Linked DNA regions of Mus musculus: all the other regions are linked to region 1. The links are chromatin contacts, called in public promoter capture Hi-C maps. All regions are on one chromosome and are shown on one strand. Each heading gives the region's core, a stretch centred on a gene start, on an enhancer-like site or on the middle of the called end of the contact. The rest is flanking DNA. Distances are from core to core; before and after follow the strand shown. Region 1 holds the start of Rab3gap2 (RAB3 GTPase activating protein subunit 2). Region 2 holds the start of A130010J15Rik (RIKEN cDNA A130010J15 gene). Region 3 holds the start of A230020J21Rik (RIKEN cDNA A230020J21 gene).

Region 1 (4,446 bases), core at 868-3,367:
CTGTAATATTCTCTAATATTCTCTAACTGGATTGCACATCACTTTCCTTTAGGACATAGTGCCTACAGGCTTTAGTATAAACACTGAAATAAATAATATCCGTTTTGCCTTTTTTTTTTTTTTTAAGTGTTTTTATATGTGAGTATGCTGTCTTCAGATACACCAGAAGAGGGCATCAGATCACACTACAGATGGTTGTGAGCCACTATGTGGTTGCTGGAAATTGAACTCAGGACCTCTGGGAGGGCAGCCACTAAGTCATCTCTCCAGCCCATCTTTTTTGCTTTTACACATCTCAGAAAGTAAGCTAAGGGGCCTAGCAAACACAGAAGTGGATGCTCACAGTCAGCTATTGGATGGATCACAGAGCCTCCAATGGAGGAGCTAGAGAAAGTAACCAAGGAGCTAAAGGGATCCGCAACCCTATAGGTGGAACAACAATATGAACTAACCAGTATCCTGGAGCTCTTGTCTCTAGCTGCATATATATCAGAAGATGGCCTGGTCGGCCATCAGTGGAAAGAGAGGCCCATTGATCATGCAAACTTTATATGCCCCAGTACAGAGGAACGCCAGGGCCAAGAAGTGGGAGTGGGAGGGTGGGGGAGTGGGTGGGGGAGCGTGTGGGGGACTTTTGGGATAGCATTGGAAATGTAAATGAAATAAATACCTAATTTAAAAAAAAAGAAAAAAAAGAAAGTAAGCTAAATGGGTTTCAAGAGCTTCATCAGAGACAGAGCAATTTTTTTTTTCATTTACAAAATTAGGATAACACATTCTTTTGAAGTCAGCCATGGTACAGTACACACATATAATCCCAGTGCTTGGACATTGAGGGGAATTGAAGGTTTGAGGCTAACCTGGACTACATGGCTAGACCTTATCTCAAACAATCAAAGAAACAAGACTCCTTGAAGATATTTATGACAGTCTAACTGGGCAAGATATGGAAATGTACTTTCAAATCCAAGTAAAAGACTCAGGTTGGTCTTTAATTTATGTGTATATACTTCAGTAAGTATTTATCAAGGACTCAACTGGGTGCCAGATCCCATGCTAGAGACCAGGTATTTAAGGGGTTAAACGGATCCCCAGTCCTCCAGGAGTCTATAAGGATGGTGCTTTCCTTATCCAAAACCCAAAGGAAAAGTACAGGGTCAGTCTCCCCAGCTCTGTTCTGCCGTGCTGTTTTGTTGTTCTTTCCCGCCTAGCATTCTCTCAGTTTTAGTTAGCTGAGTAAGTAATTGCTTCACTTGGCCTGTGTTAGTCACTAGCTTTTTAGTTCCGTAGGAATGTGTCCCTTTCTGTTCCGAAGCTCTGTGCCTAGAGTGTGGCTGGCACGGAAAACACTAACAAATACTTGTTGGGCGGTTAGATGAACAAACGGATGAAAAGGCAAACGGACGATTACAGAGCACCATTCAATACTGCGCTGGTCCTGTTACTACATCGGGCTTTCACAGAACCGTGGCAACTTATAGATAGGAGTATTTATTTAATACGAGCCCTTAAGGAGCTGCTTTCCATCGCTTTGTTACTTGAGACACTGTTTTTGCATTGTAGCCCAGGATAGTGGCTTCAACAGCCAGAAATTCACCTGCCTCAGACTGAGGTAGGAAGGATTACAGGCATAGGCGCCGCAGACTCTTTTGGGAGTTGGGGTATAGGTGCTGAGGATAGCCTTCCACATTAAAAAAAAAAAAAACAAAAGCACAAACAAAATTACGAAGTTCTCAGGCACCTGCCCACACTCAGCTTAAACCGCCTGATCTGCGAACGATCTAGGTCGTGTCCGTAGAAGCACACCAACAAGATTGTTTGGGTGACTCAATGGCCCCCGCAAAGTTCAATTAGATCACCTTTGGAGGAAGGCCAGAATGACGGGACAAGCTCGCCCAAGAAAGAATGCGGCCAGGCTCCACGTCTAACTCTCCGCCACAAGACCGCGAGTCACGTGTCCGAAGCTGCACCCTCCCTCGGCTCCCGCTCGGCCCGCGCACGCGCAGCTTCGGGGCGTCCCGCGCATGCGTAGCACCCTCCCCTCGCGAGGAGTGCTGACAGCTTCCGGTCTGGCGTCCCCGCCCCCCCAGGGTAGCTGAAGCTTTCGGGGCTCCGTGCTGTCAGCCTTCGGGTGGAGTGGCCCGGGCGTGGCTAGGGACCACGAGCCCCGCGAGGCGGGGTCCCTGCAGCCATGGCCTGCTCCATCGTCCAGTTCTGCTCCTTCCAGGACCTGCAGTCCGCGCGCGACTTCCTATTCCCTCACCTGCGGGAGGAGACCCCCGGCGCCCTGAAGAGGGACCCGAGTAAGTGTCCCGGCGACCGGGACGCGGCTGCAAGCCTCCCTTCCCTCGGCGTCCCGTCTCTCTCAGCCTCAGCCTTTTGCGTCTCCTGTCCTGTCGCCTGTCTGTCACCGCTCCCCACCCCCTCCTTCCCAGTCCCAGCTCCACGTCTTCTCCCTATGCACACCACCTGCTCAGAGATAGCATCCTCCGTCCCAGTCCCTGCCTAATGTCAGCCCTCCACCCTGTGCTTGTTCCAACTCCCATCCTTCTCCATTTCTGGCACTGTATGTAGCCTTTGCTCTGCCCCTTCAAGAGGTGCTTAGCATCCCCACCCTCTTCCATCTCTTTTCTGTCATTCAGATTTACGGAATAAATGGCCGATTGGCAAGTGAAGGGTTTTTAAGGTGGTGAGTAAACTGCCAAGTAAGAAAAGTAACCTCTTAGGAAGTGAGGAGAATCCAGGGTAGGAACTAAAATTACAGCCACATGGTCGAGAAAAGTTAATTGGCGTCTATTGAGGTGAGAAACAGCGCCTGTTATTACCATCAAACAACGTTAACAAGCCCTACTTCATGAATATAAATCCCAAAGCTGCTTACTAAATGCTGCGTATTACCTGAGGATTTTATTATATGCTCCTTTATTTCTCCTTTTGAAAGAGGGTATCTTACTCTGCTTTCTTTATTTTTAATATGAAAATCACTTTGCTCTGTAGACCCAGTAATAATTTTTAAAAAACCACTCTCCTTTTCACTATTTAGAAGCTATCCCAGGGCACTAGGGAGATTCTGCTTCCTAGTAGGGTCTGTCTGAAAAGTAATGTTTGAAAATATCAAATATGGGAGGAACTAGGGATGAATAGTTTGTACCAGTCATTGCTGCTCCCTACCACTTAAGTTTGGTAGTTTCCGTCTGGTAGCACTATGATTCACTGGTAATGTCACGTGTGAGTGAGGGTGCTCTAACATGATAGATGGCTTGACAGGCGCGTGTGTTGAGAGAGAAAGAAGGCCATATCTGAAATGCTTGTGGAGACGTCCAACACTTGGTATGGCAGCTGGAGTCAAGGTGATAATTAGTTAAGGGTGAAGTGTGGTTTCAGTCTATAGAATGCTAACTGTTGTGTCGTGGACTCGCTACTGACGAGAACCTTAGGAAGAGACTGAAGTTGGGGAGTCTTGTAAGGGTTCTTGGGGAGATGGGAGAGAGGGGCACCAGGTGATGGAAATGTCTCAGAAGCTGAAGGAGAGAATCTGACCCTGGTGAGGGGTGGTCAGCAGTTTGGGAAATGTGGCAGAGGTCAGATAGCAGTGGTTTGGGGACGATGACAGCCACTGGGACCCTAGTGCCATTTCAGTGGCACAGTGGCCAGAAGTGTGGGTGTAGGGCCTTGGGGGAATTGGAAAGGGGAAAGTGAGGAAGGTTGTGTGGGACAACAGACGTGGGGTGAGAAACGGGATGTAGAGAAGAGGGGCACGCTTAGATTCTTCTAATTAGATTTCAACAATAGTCCTGGTAAGCTTCAGGGGGTGTGTGTGTGTTCTCACATTCTCCTTATAATCCATAGAGGGGTTTTTGTTGTTTTTTTTTTTTTTTTTAATTATACTTAAACTTAAACATCAATCATTCTGGGCCAGTGAGAAGGCTCAGCAGGTAATAGCTTACTTCTAACCCTGACTACCTGGGTTTAATCTGAAGTACCCACATGATGGAAGGAGGGTACTGACTCCTGCTAGCTCCCCTCATCCCTACACATATACTGTGACACAGACGTGTGTTGTGCTACACACACACACACACACACACACACACCCTAAATGTTTTTAAAAACTACAATCCCTGCATGGGTTCTAAGACCTTTCCTTTGCTGCCTCCCTGCCCATTGGTTTTGAGACGGAGCCTGGGACTTACTATGAGCCCAGGCTGTCCTCGATCCTCCTCTCTTGTCCAGCCTCCTGAAGGCTGGAGTGCAGGTCCAGCCACGCTTACCTGTGCCTGAGTCCTCTGCTCTTGCTGTTGACTGTGCCTGGGACGTTCTTTGCAGATTTCTGCGTGCTGGTCACATCTTTGAGTATCAGCTTAAATGTCAGCCCCTCACAGCAGCCTTTTCTGACCACCCACTAGCCCCCCTGCTCCAGCTTCTTATTCTCAAACATAGCATCGT
Region 2 (4,446 bases), core at 788-3,287, 8.0 Mb after region 1:
TCTGGTTTTAGTAGATACCAAGTCCCCAGGAGCTCTAAGTTTCCCAATGCTCCCATTCACTCTCCAGCTGTCTTCTTCCTGCCTTCATTTGAAGACTCAGAAGGGAGGAGGATTTCCCCCAGTTCCTCCTTTTCCTTACTGTGCACTCCAGATTAACTCCAATGTTAAAAGAACCACTACAGATAAACCCTGAAGGCAGATGCTGAATCTCATCTCCTCTCCACAGTTCTCAGTTGTATGTTCATGTAGCATCTTAAACTTTAAGAGTAACTGTGTCGTTTGTAAATTGCTCCGCATCTATGTTCTGCTTGACTGACTGCCAACTTGGAAAGTCAAAACTGTTTGTCTTAGATTTATTGCCAGGTCTTTAGCAGTGTCTGATACAGTGTGTTCTAAGATATTTGTGCTGTAATAAATGACCTACGTCTTTCAATTTGGAGATTTATTGCTAACTATCATGAGAACGTAAAATAAACTTGGGAAGAAAAAAATATAAAGCTAGAGTACTGGTTCTATCAATTTTTAGTACTGACTCCCCCTGAGCTGAGAACCTAAGTTAGACTGGCAGGCCCTACAAACTGATCCTCCTTACATACTGTCTGTCTGTCTTTAACACACTGCTGGTCCTTTTTGGTATGAAGGTACCAGCATAGCACCACTGTAAAACCTCCAGTCTGGGTCTCCATTTTGCTGCCCATAACTTGGGGCCATTTGTCCAGGCTAGAGTTTTCTTAAGATTTCCTTCACAGAAGATATAGGCAAATTCCTTATGTCAACATTTGACCTTCCTATCTGCTGTAAGACTTCTCTGGAGAAAGGAACAAGGCACTTTCTAAGGTCCTAATGGCAGATGAGGGTACAGTTCCACCGAAGTTCAATCTGGGGTACCAAGGAGTCCATTAGGTTTACTTACAAAGCAGTGGGTCAGAGGTTATGGTCAGGGGCATGGGTGGCCTTGAAGCGGCCAGTAAGGATGTTAACTCACCTTTGGCTTCCTAGATGGTGTTCCCCTCCTTAGTTTTGCCCATCCTCCTTGAGGTATAGATAACTCCTTGAGGTATCATTCAATTAGGGTAGACTCTAACCTCAGAACTTCCGAGGCTGAGGCAGGAGGATTGTCATGTTTGAGGAATACATAGCAAGACATTGTCTCAACAAACAAATCCCCACCACAACAGTGTGGCTGTAGAGATGAGACCTGCTTTTTCTCCCAAAGATTTGAATTCCGTTCCCAAAGCCCGTGTTAGGCAGCTCACAATATTTTTAACTTATTCAGCTCCAGGTGACCCTACTCCCTTTTCTGGCTTCCTGGGCACCTGCACAAACTTATGAATGGAAATAAAAATCAATCTTTTAAAATAAGATGATCAGCAAACTGGACTCTCGGGCTTTGAGCTCCATGAAGAAGGTACAATGCAGTACCTCGGCACACTGAGAGTGAATACTCAGGCTGCAGACATACAGTTAGTAGTGTTTGGCACGCGTGAATTCCAGAGCTCAATCCCCAACGCGGCATAAACCAGAGAACGAGAAGTCCCGTTCCGGGCCAGCCCCTGCAACACATAGTACAACAGTACTGGCTCAGCAGTTAATGGCACTTGCTCAGCAGGCTGGCTTCCTGAGTTCAGTACCTCGGACCCTCTTACAAGGTGGAAGCGAGAGCTGACAGGGCGCCATTGTGCACGCCCACACAATAAGGCGATTTTTAAAAAAGGAGTGAATATGCATGGCCTTGGCATACCTGTCAAGTTCAGAATTTAGGTACATTAAAAAAATAATAATACAAAATAAAGCTTTACAGCATTGCCCACAGGAGAGGTGTCCCTTATTCCGCGGACTGACAACTGGCGGTCCCAGCGGCTTCTCCCCCACTTCCACTTCCGCCTCGCAAGGCCCGCCCGCAGGGGCTCTACCGGAAGGGGCGGGTCTAAGGTGGCTTTACCTCCCACTCCGTCCGCAGCCTCTTCAAAGGTTCTGGCTTGCGTTTGCTTTTCAAATGACGTCACGGAAAGGCGGAGTAAGCCAGTGCGCATGCACGTCAGGCTGTCTTTCCCTGGGCTTCTGCACACACTGTCGGGTTTTCACAGTACCGAGTGTGGGGCGTGGGAGGGCACTACGCCGCTGGCGGGCAGGCGGAAGGGCTTCCTGCGCCCCCGAACCTGCGGCGGAAATGCTAGCCGAGTGTCTTGAGGCAGAGCGCTTCCTTTTGTAACTAGTCTACCACCGCGTAGGCACGTGTGGGTAGGTGTGGCGGTGGGAGCGTGCCTTCCTAGAAGGGAAGAGGGTCCAGCAAGTGTTAAACTGGCTCGTGCCCCAGTTCTAGCGGCTTCTCTTACCTGAGTGTCGCAGGGTGAGGCGGTGATTACTCCGCGTTGTAGCTTATGCTGGTTTGATCAGGCTGCTGTGAGCGCTCTGTGGAGATCTGTCTGAGGAGCTGGCAATGGAGAGCTTACAGGCGCTGAAGTTTAGAGCCCAGAGTTCTGTCCCAGTTGGACAGTTTTGGGAGAAGTGGTAACTTTTGCTGTAAGGTTTGAATCCCAGAGCATAAATTGCACCAGGTAAAAGTTAGAATCGAAGCCAGAGACAATGTAAATGTGACTAGAAGGACGATTTCGTAAACTTAAGTCTGCCAGAGAAATGGGGTGCAGCATTGGTGACCCCATCTTGACAGTATTAACGATTTCCCCCTACCATATTGTTTCTAGGATCTTTCTCAAGTGCTGGGAGCTGAACTGTGTGTGGCCCAGGGAAAGGAACTGTGGCTAGCTAAGGAGGCCATATGTCATGTAACTTCCAGATCTTATGTCAACACCAAGCCCTCAGCTGCTGGTGGCAGCTGCTCAGCAGACTCTGGGCATGGGCAAGAGAAAATGCCCACCTCGAGCTACCTGCCTTCACCTGGCAGGAGAGGTGCTGGCTGTGGCCCGCGGGCTGAAGCCAGCTGTACTCTATGATTGCAACTCTGCAGGAGTATTGGCGCTCCAAAGTTATCTGGAGGAACTACAGGGGCTGGGCTTCCTGGAGCCAGGACTTCACATTCTTGAGATTGGAGAGAATAACTTTATTGTCAGTCCTGAGTATGCCTGTCAGCATTTGGAACAGACACTGCTTGGTACTGTAGCTTTCGTGGACGTTTCCCGCTCCCAACCTCATCCTTCTGTCCGGTCGGTGGACCAGCTCCCGGACTTGAAATCTCTCATAGCTGACGTCATCACACGTTTTCGAGGACTTAAGAAAGATGTGTCTCAGGGAGTCTCCTACACCAGGCTACATTCCTCAGACTGGAATCTCTGCACTGTATTTGGGATACTCCTGGGATATCCAGTCTCTTACACATTTGACCTGAACCGTGAAGATGACAACTGCTTAACCATGACTCCCCTGCGGGTGTTTACTGCCCGGATTTCGTGGCTGCCTGGTCAACCATCAATTCTGCTGTACTCCTTTAGTGTTCCAGAGAGTTTGTTCCCAGCCCTGAAAAACTTTCTAAGTGCCTGGGAGAAGGAACTCAGAACCCGATTTAGGGCTCAGAATGCCTTTGCTGACCTCAGCATCTCCTCTGAGGTGGTCACACTTCCTGCTGTGGCCCTCTGAGTTAACTCTGTCCGTTGAGAAGGTATCAATGAATGTCAATTACGATGAATGTTGTGCAGTCAATTGAACACGTGTGAATGGGGAGAGTCGTTGGCAGCAGTAGTATGATTTCAGTCTTTATATTAGGAGTTCCTAGGTCCTTAGCCGAGGTGTCTGTTTATTTTTCATTGAATGAGAGATGGAAAAGGAGCATTGTGGAGACATGAGTGTACCCTGGGATGGTGGCCTTCCCTGGTGGATAGTGCCTTAGAGGGAAGGAGAATGACTAGGTAATCTATGTATGGAACTCTAACTGAAGTAGGGTGCGAGACAATGATGCTTAAGGGTTACACTTGTGGCTTATTTCTCAGGAATACACAGTTCTAAAGAGTAGTCTTGTGAGATAAAGTTTATTTACAACCTGGTGAAAAAAAAATAAAACTAAGAGTCCGGATTCATTTGGAGGGAAACCCAAGTTATAAAGTACCAGAACTCAAGGTTTTCATGGAGTTGTTTGCATCTGAGTTTTACTTCAGATAGATGCCAGAAGTTCTTCAGATGACCAGGTTGCCTTTGTTTGCCAGGAACACTGCCAGTGCTGTAGCAATCACCACCATCAGCACTGGGAGCCATTGACCACACTGCAGCTGTATGGAAGGAGGTGGAGACAGGAGAGAGCAGCTATGAATTAGCTGGAGAAAGTATGGGCAAGAATAGTCCTTTGGCATTTTAACCCAGTAGAAGACCTCACACTGGTGGCAGAAGGGGCTTTTTTTTTTTTTTTCTCTTCAGTGTCTCCCTCACTTTTTGTCATTTCCACTAGATAAAACCAGTTTACTAGTGGCCTAGAGACTCATATCTGACAGGGGACAG
Region 3 (4,446 bases), core at 1,344-3,843, 5.8 Mb after region 1:
CCGCACCGACTGCTCTTCCAGAGGTCCTGAGTTCAAGTCCCAGCAACCACATGGTGGCTCACAACCATCTGTAATGGGAATCTGATGCCCTCTTCTGGGGTGTCTGAAAGAGCGACAGTGTACTCACATAAAATAAATAAATCTTGTGCCGGGCATGGTGGCGCACGCCTTTAATCCCAGTACTCGGGAGGCAGAGGCAGGCAGATTTCTGAGTTCGAGGATAGCTTGGTCTACAAAGTGAGCTCCACGACAGCCAGAGCGATAAAGAGAAACCCTGTCTCAAAAAACATAAATAAATAAATAAATAAATAAATAAATAAATAGATAGATAGATAGATAAATCAAGAGAGAAAGAAAGAAAGAAAGAAAGAAAGAAAGAAAGAAAGAAAGAAAGAAAGAAAAAAGAAAGGAAGGAAGGAAGGAAGGAAGGAAGGAAGGAAGGAAGGAAGGAAGAGCTGGAGAACTCTACGTGGAATCAAGAAAGTTGTTCTGCATTAAAAATGAACCTGAAGAGAGCTTAGTGGTAGTATGTATGCAATTACATAATCTGAACAGGAAGAGTATCGTAAGCAAAGGGAACCAATGTTTCTGCAGAGGCCCTTGTGCAATTGCAAGTCTGGCATTGTTTAAGAAACCAAAGAAGTCACATTAGAAAGATTTGTAACTCACAGTAAACACTTCACATTAAGTATTTTGAGAAGCACTGGCAAGCTTAAAGGGCCTGTATTTTCAAAGGTTCTTTCTAGAGACCTGAAAGTTAGAAGCCACCATTCAGGAACCAGACACACTTACATGAACAAGATCTATTATTACTTTGGGAAAATTACTTCATTCCTTAAAGTCTCAATTTTCCTATTTATTGAATGCAGAAAATAATAGTTTCTAAACTTATAATACCAAGTTAAATGATACATGCACACAAATCACAAGCTTAGTGACTGCGTGCTGCTGCTGAATATTATTATGCATGATCATTCCATAAATGAAGCTGAAAATGTGTTTTGGTGATATTGAACAACTGTACAGTTATAGAGGTCAAGAAAGGAGTGAGACTACCTCAAGTGAATATAGGAAGCTCCAGATATGTGCTGAGAAGAGCGAAGTCCACCTATAAGTAAATATTTCCACTTATTATCCATAAAATTAATACTTCATAAATATGGAGTTGATATTTTTGTTATGCTTAATGAAGCATTTACCTCGAAAACAATTCAGAACCAAAAAAATACCTTTTAAAAAACATCTGCTATCTAAACATAAAGAAACAACCGGGGGCTGGTGAGATGGCTCAGTGGGTAAGAGCACCCGACTGCTCTTCCGAAGGTCCAGAGTTCAAATCCCAGCAACCACATGGTGGCTCATAACCATCCGTAACAAGATCTGACTCCCTCTTCTGGTGTGTCTGAAGACAGCTACAGTGTACTTACATATAATAATAAATAAATCTTAAAAAAAAAAAAAGAAACAACCAATCAATGTATCAGTAATAAATTGTTTTTGATACATAGCAATTAAGTGACTTAGAAAAAGAAAGTAACTAATAAAATAGGCACACATATTTAGTCTCTTGGGGTATTTTAAACCATGATCTTGACCCAAGTGAGACTTGAAGTAAGAAAGTAACATTTTCTAGTTACATGGCGGCAGGTAACAATATATGTATAGAAAGGATTATAGATTTTTTTTTTAAACTAGATTTCCTTCAACTGAATGAATACTAAGCATCTTTTAAAATGTGACATTTACAGTGGTGACAAAAACATCAGGTGTCACAAGTGCCCTCTAGCAAAATTTTAAGTTACAATAACAAGCCTAAAATTAACAAATGCAAACATAATATTGTGGTGACTCATGGTGGTGTTTGGGAGCCTGAAGCAAGATTGTCAAGTTTGAGGCCAGCCAGGGGGACACTGTGATTTCCAGACCAGCCTGCCCTACACAGTGGAAGAGACCGTTTTAAATAAATAAATCACATACAAAAACCTTTTACCTACTATTATTTCTGTTATTCTAGTGGCATTTGAATTTATGATGGTAGAAAAAAACAAGATCATTTCTTAAGGAAGCCTTGACTTATCCCACTAACCATTCTTGATCAGTGATTTGCCTTCCACTGTCTCACGGTTAAGAACTAATAGCTGGACTCAGTAATACTGCCAAGTCTTTATCACCGGAGCATTTATTGAACATTCACTTATACGTGACCAGTAGGTGCCAAGCTGGGCTGACTACTAATACTAATACAATTAAATCAGGGCTGTTCCAAGGACATTTAACATGGAAACAAACTTTCCAGATCTCAAGACCTTTCTTCTGCAGTGGCGACAAAAACACCTGAGATCTCTTTTACCGCCAGTTTCCAAGCGTGCCCGTGTGTGCGCCTGTGTGTAGGCCAGAGGGCAACCTCGGTGTCCTTTCTCAGGAGCTGTCCTCCTCACCTGTCAGTGCTGGCTGGGAATACACCCTGGAGCCACCGTGCCAGGCTTTTCTCGTGGTGCTGGAGCCCAGTCTTCACGCTTCTATAGTATGCACTTTACCCACAGACCGTTGCCCCAGCCCGGCCTATGACTTCCTACCAGCCTGAAAGGATCCCAGTTATCTAGACGTTCCAGTCTTTACCTGATTGCCCAGCACTGCTGTGGCACAAGCCGTCGACACCTCCTTGGGTCCAAACCATACCGAGGCGACGGGGGAGGGCAAGCCCAGGATGAAGACCTGGGCCACGGAGCACAGGATCTGCCCCAGCATGGTGACCCAGAAGAGGTGCCGCTGCACGCTGCCGCACTTGACCCAGGCTCCCAGGCAGTTGAGGCCGGAGCCCAGCAGCGCCGTGAGCCGCAGGCCTCGCGTGTCCAGCAGCCAGGTGGCCGGGAAGATGAGGGGCACGTAGGCCACCATGTACACCATGGACAGCCAGTTGATGTGCAGCGGCGACACCTCGTAGAAGTCCTCGAACACGTTGCTGATGCTGCTGTACTGGATCCACTGGAAGGCGTTCACCAGCGAGTAAAGGCTGAAGATGAGCAGCACCACGAAGCGCCTCGGCGACAGCGCTGTGCGCGGGGGACACGCGGGGCATGGGACGTCCTCCCCGTCGCCCGCGGGCAACAGCCGGGCCTGGGTCTCCTCCTCCGCCGCTATCAGGGCTTGCGGCCCGCCCTGGGCTCCCGCGATCAGCGGGCCGAGCCCGGGGCCTCCGTTCAGCGCCTCAGGCCCGTTTTGCGGTACCAAGCGCGCCTCCCCGTCCGGGGCGCCCTTGGGCACTGGAAGGTATCCCTTCCCCAGCGGGTGCCCGGGCGCCACGGCCGGCCCCACCTCGTCATCGGGCCGCGCCATGCCTCCCGGCTCCCCGCCCCGCCGCCCCTTAGTGCTCCTCGCCGGCTCCTAGGTCCCACCCGGTTCAGCGCGCTCGCCTGCGCCGCTTGCTGACTAAGTGAAGCAGAGCTCACCGCGCCTGGCTCTTGCCGGCAGTCCCCGCCCCCAGGGCATCTCGTATCGCGTAGTGCGACCCTCCATCCAATCATTGAGCGTTTCGGAAGTCCAGAAAACCAATCGGGGAGTTGCCGAGAAGAGGGGCGGGGTCAAGCTTGTGAAGATGTAAGAGGAGCCCAAGGCAGGCGTTCTCTACGCTGTGGTTTGCTGGAGCTGCCAGGCCTTTCTCTGCGCTCGCTCCGCAGCGTTTAGCCTCAGGTTATCTTGGAAGGAGAGCGCCAGAAAGCATTTCCGTCCGCCCAAAGAAAGAGGCTTCCTCAGAAGCAGGCCTTTGCGTTGATTGAGCTGAGCGGCTCCATCCACGCAGAGGACTGAAGGAGGTAATGGACAGGTGCAGCCCCTGCCTGCCTCCTGTACCCCACCAGTAACCAAAGTCTGTGCATAAGCTAACCGTGTACTTGCACATCCCGGGACCGGATGAGGGCAGAGCTCCGGAAGCATCAGGGTCCTACTGGGCCTTAGACAAAGTCAGCCTGCTACCCTTTGGGAAGCTGTGCGTGCAAACACGGGGTGCCAGGACTTAAGATTTACTCACTCTCTCTCCCTCTGATCCTCCTTTTTAGACAGGGTGTCACCCGGGACTCTGTAGGCAGGTTGACCCGAATTCATGGAAATCCACCTATCTCTGCTTCCTGAGTGTTGGAATGACTCTGGCGCTAATGAGCTCACAGTGGCTGCAGGGGACCTGCAGAAGACCAAGCCCATAAACCTTTAGTCATGGGGAGATAGGAGAACTATTAACAGTTTGAGGGTGCAGAGGGACAAGGCATTGTCTATGGTGATACAGCCGCTGGGGAGTTCCCCATGCTGTGAATAGCTCCACAAAGTATTTTGTAAATTAATTCATTTCTTTAGGAAAAGTGAGGCTCGTATAGAGCGAGACTGTTCAGGGGGTAACGTCTCTTTCTGACAACCCGGCAAACCTGAGTTCAGTTCTTCAGCACCCGCAGAGTT

What was found. Promoter capture Hi-C pulls out the DNA fragments that hold promoters and counts their contacts.
Region 2: a promoter capture Hi-C map of pre-B cells shows a contact between it and region 1, with 3 times the contacts expected there. The contact joins the promoter of A130010J15Rik here to the promoter of Rab3gap2 in region 1. A contact is called at or near these places in 1 of 39 promoter capture datasets (pre-B cells) and 1 of 484 Hi-C or Micro-C datasets (B cells).
Region 3: a contact with region 1 is called in a promoter capture Hi-C map of pre-B cells. The contact joins the promoter of A230020J21Rik here to the promoter of Rab3gap2 in region 1. A contact is called at or near these places in 1 of 39 promoter capture datasets (pre-B cells) and 1 of 484 Hi-C or Micro-C datasets (CD4 T cells).

The regions. Positions count from the first base shown.
Region 1 is chr1:185,202,051-185,206,496 of GRCm38.p6, forward strand. Rab3gap2 (RAB3 GTPase activating protein subunit 2) reads left to right here and starts at 2,118. Exons shown (of 35, transcript NM_001163754.1): 1 at 2,118-2,303. The coding sequence starts at 2,192.
Region 2 is chr1:193,171,540-193,175,985 of GRCm38.p6, forward strand. A130010J15Rik (RIKEN cDNA A130010J15 gene) reads left to right here and starts at 2,038. Exons shown (of 2, transcript NM_181048.3): 1 at 2,038-2,241; 2 at 2,706-4,446. The coding sequence starts at 2,803. The coding sequence ends at 3,594. It overlaps Irf6 (interferon regulatory factor 6), which reads left to right. Exons shown (of 8, transcript NM_016851.2): 8 at 1-497. Traf3ip3 (TRAF3 interacting protein 3) reads right to left here. Exons shown (of 16, transcript NM_153137.4): 16 at 3,965-4,220. The coding sequence ends at 4,128.
Region 3 is chr1:191,022,758-191,027,203 of GRCm38.p6, forward strand. It overlaps A230020J21Rik (RIKEN cDNA A230020J21 gene), which reads left to right and starts at 2,594. Exons shown (of 2, transcript NR_027298.1): 1 at 2,594-3,812. It overlaps Flvcr1 (feline leukemia virus subgroup C cellular receptor 1), which reads right to left and starts at 3,433. Exons shown (of 10, transcript NM_001081259.1): 1 at 2,620-3,433. The coding sequence starts at 3,336.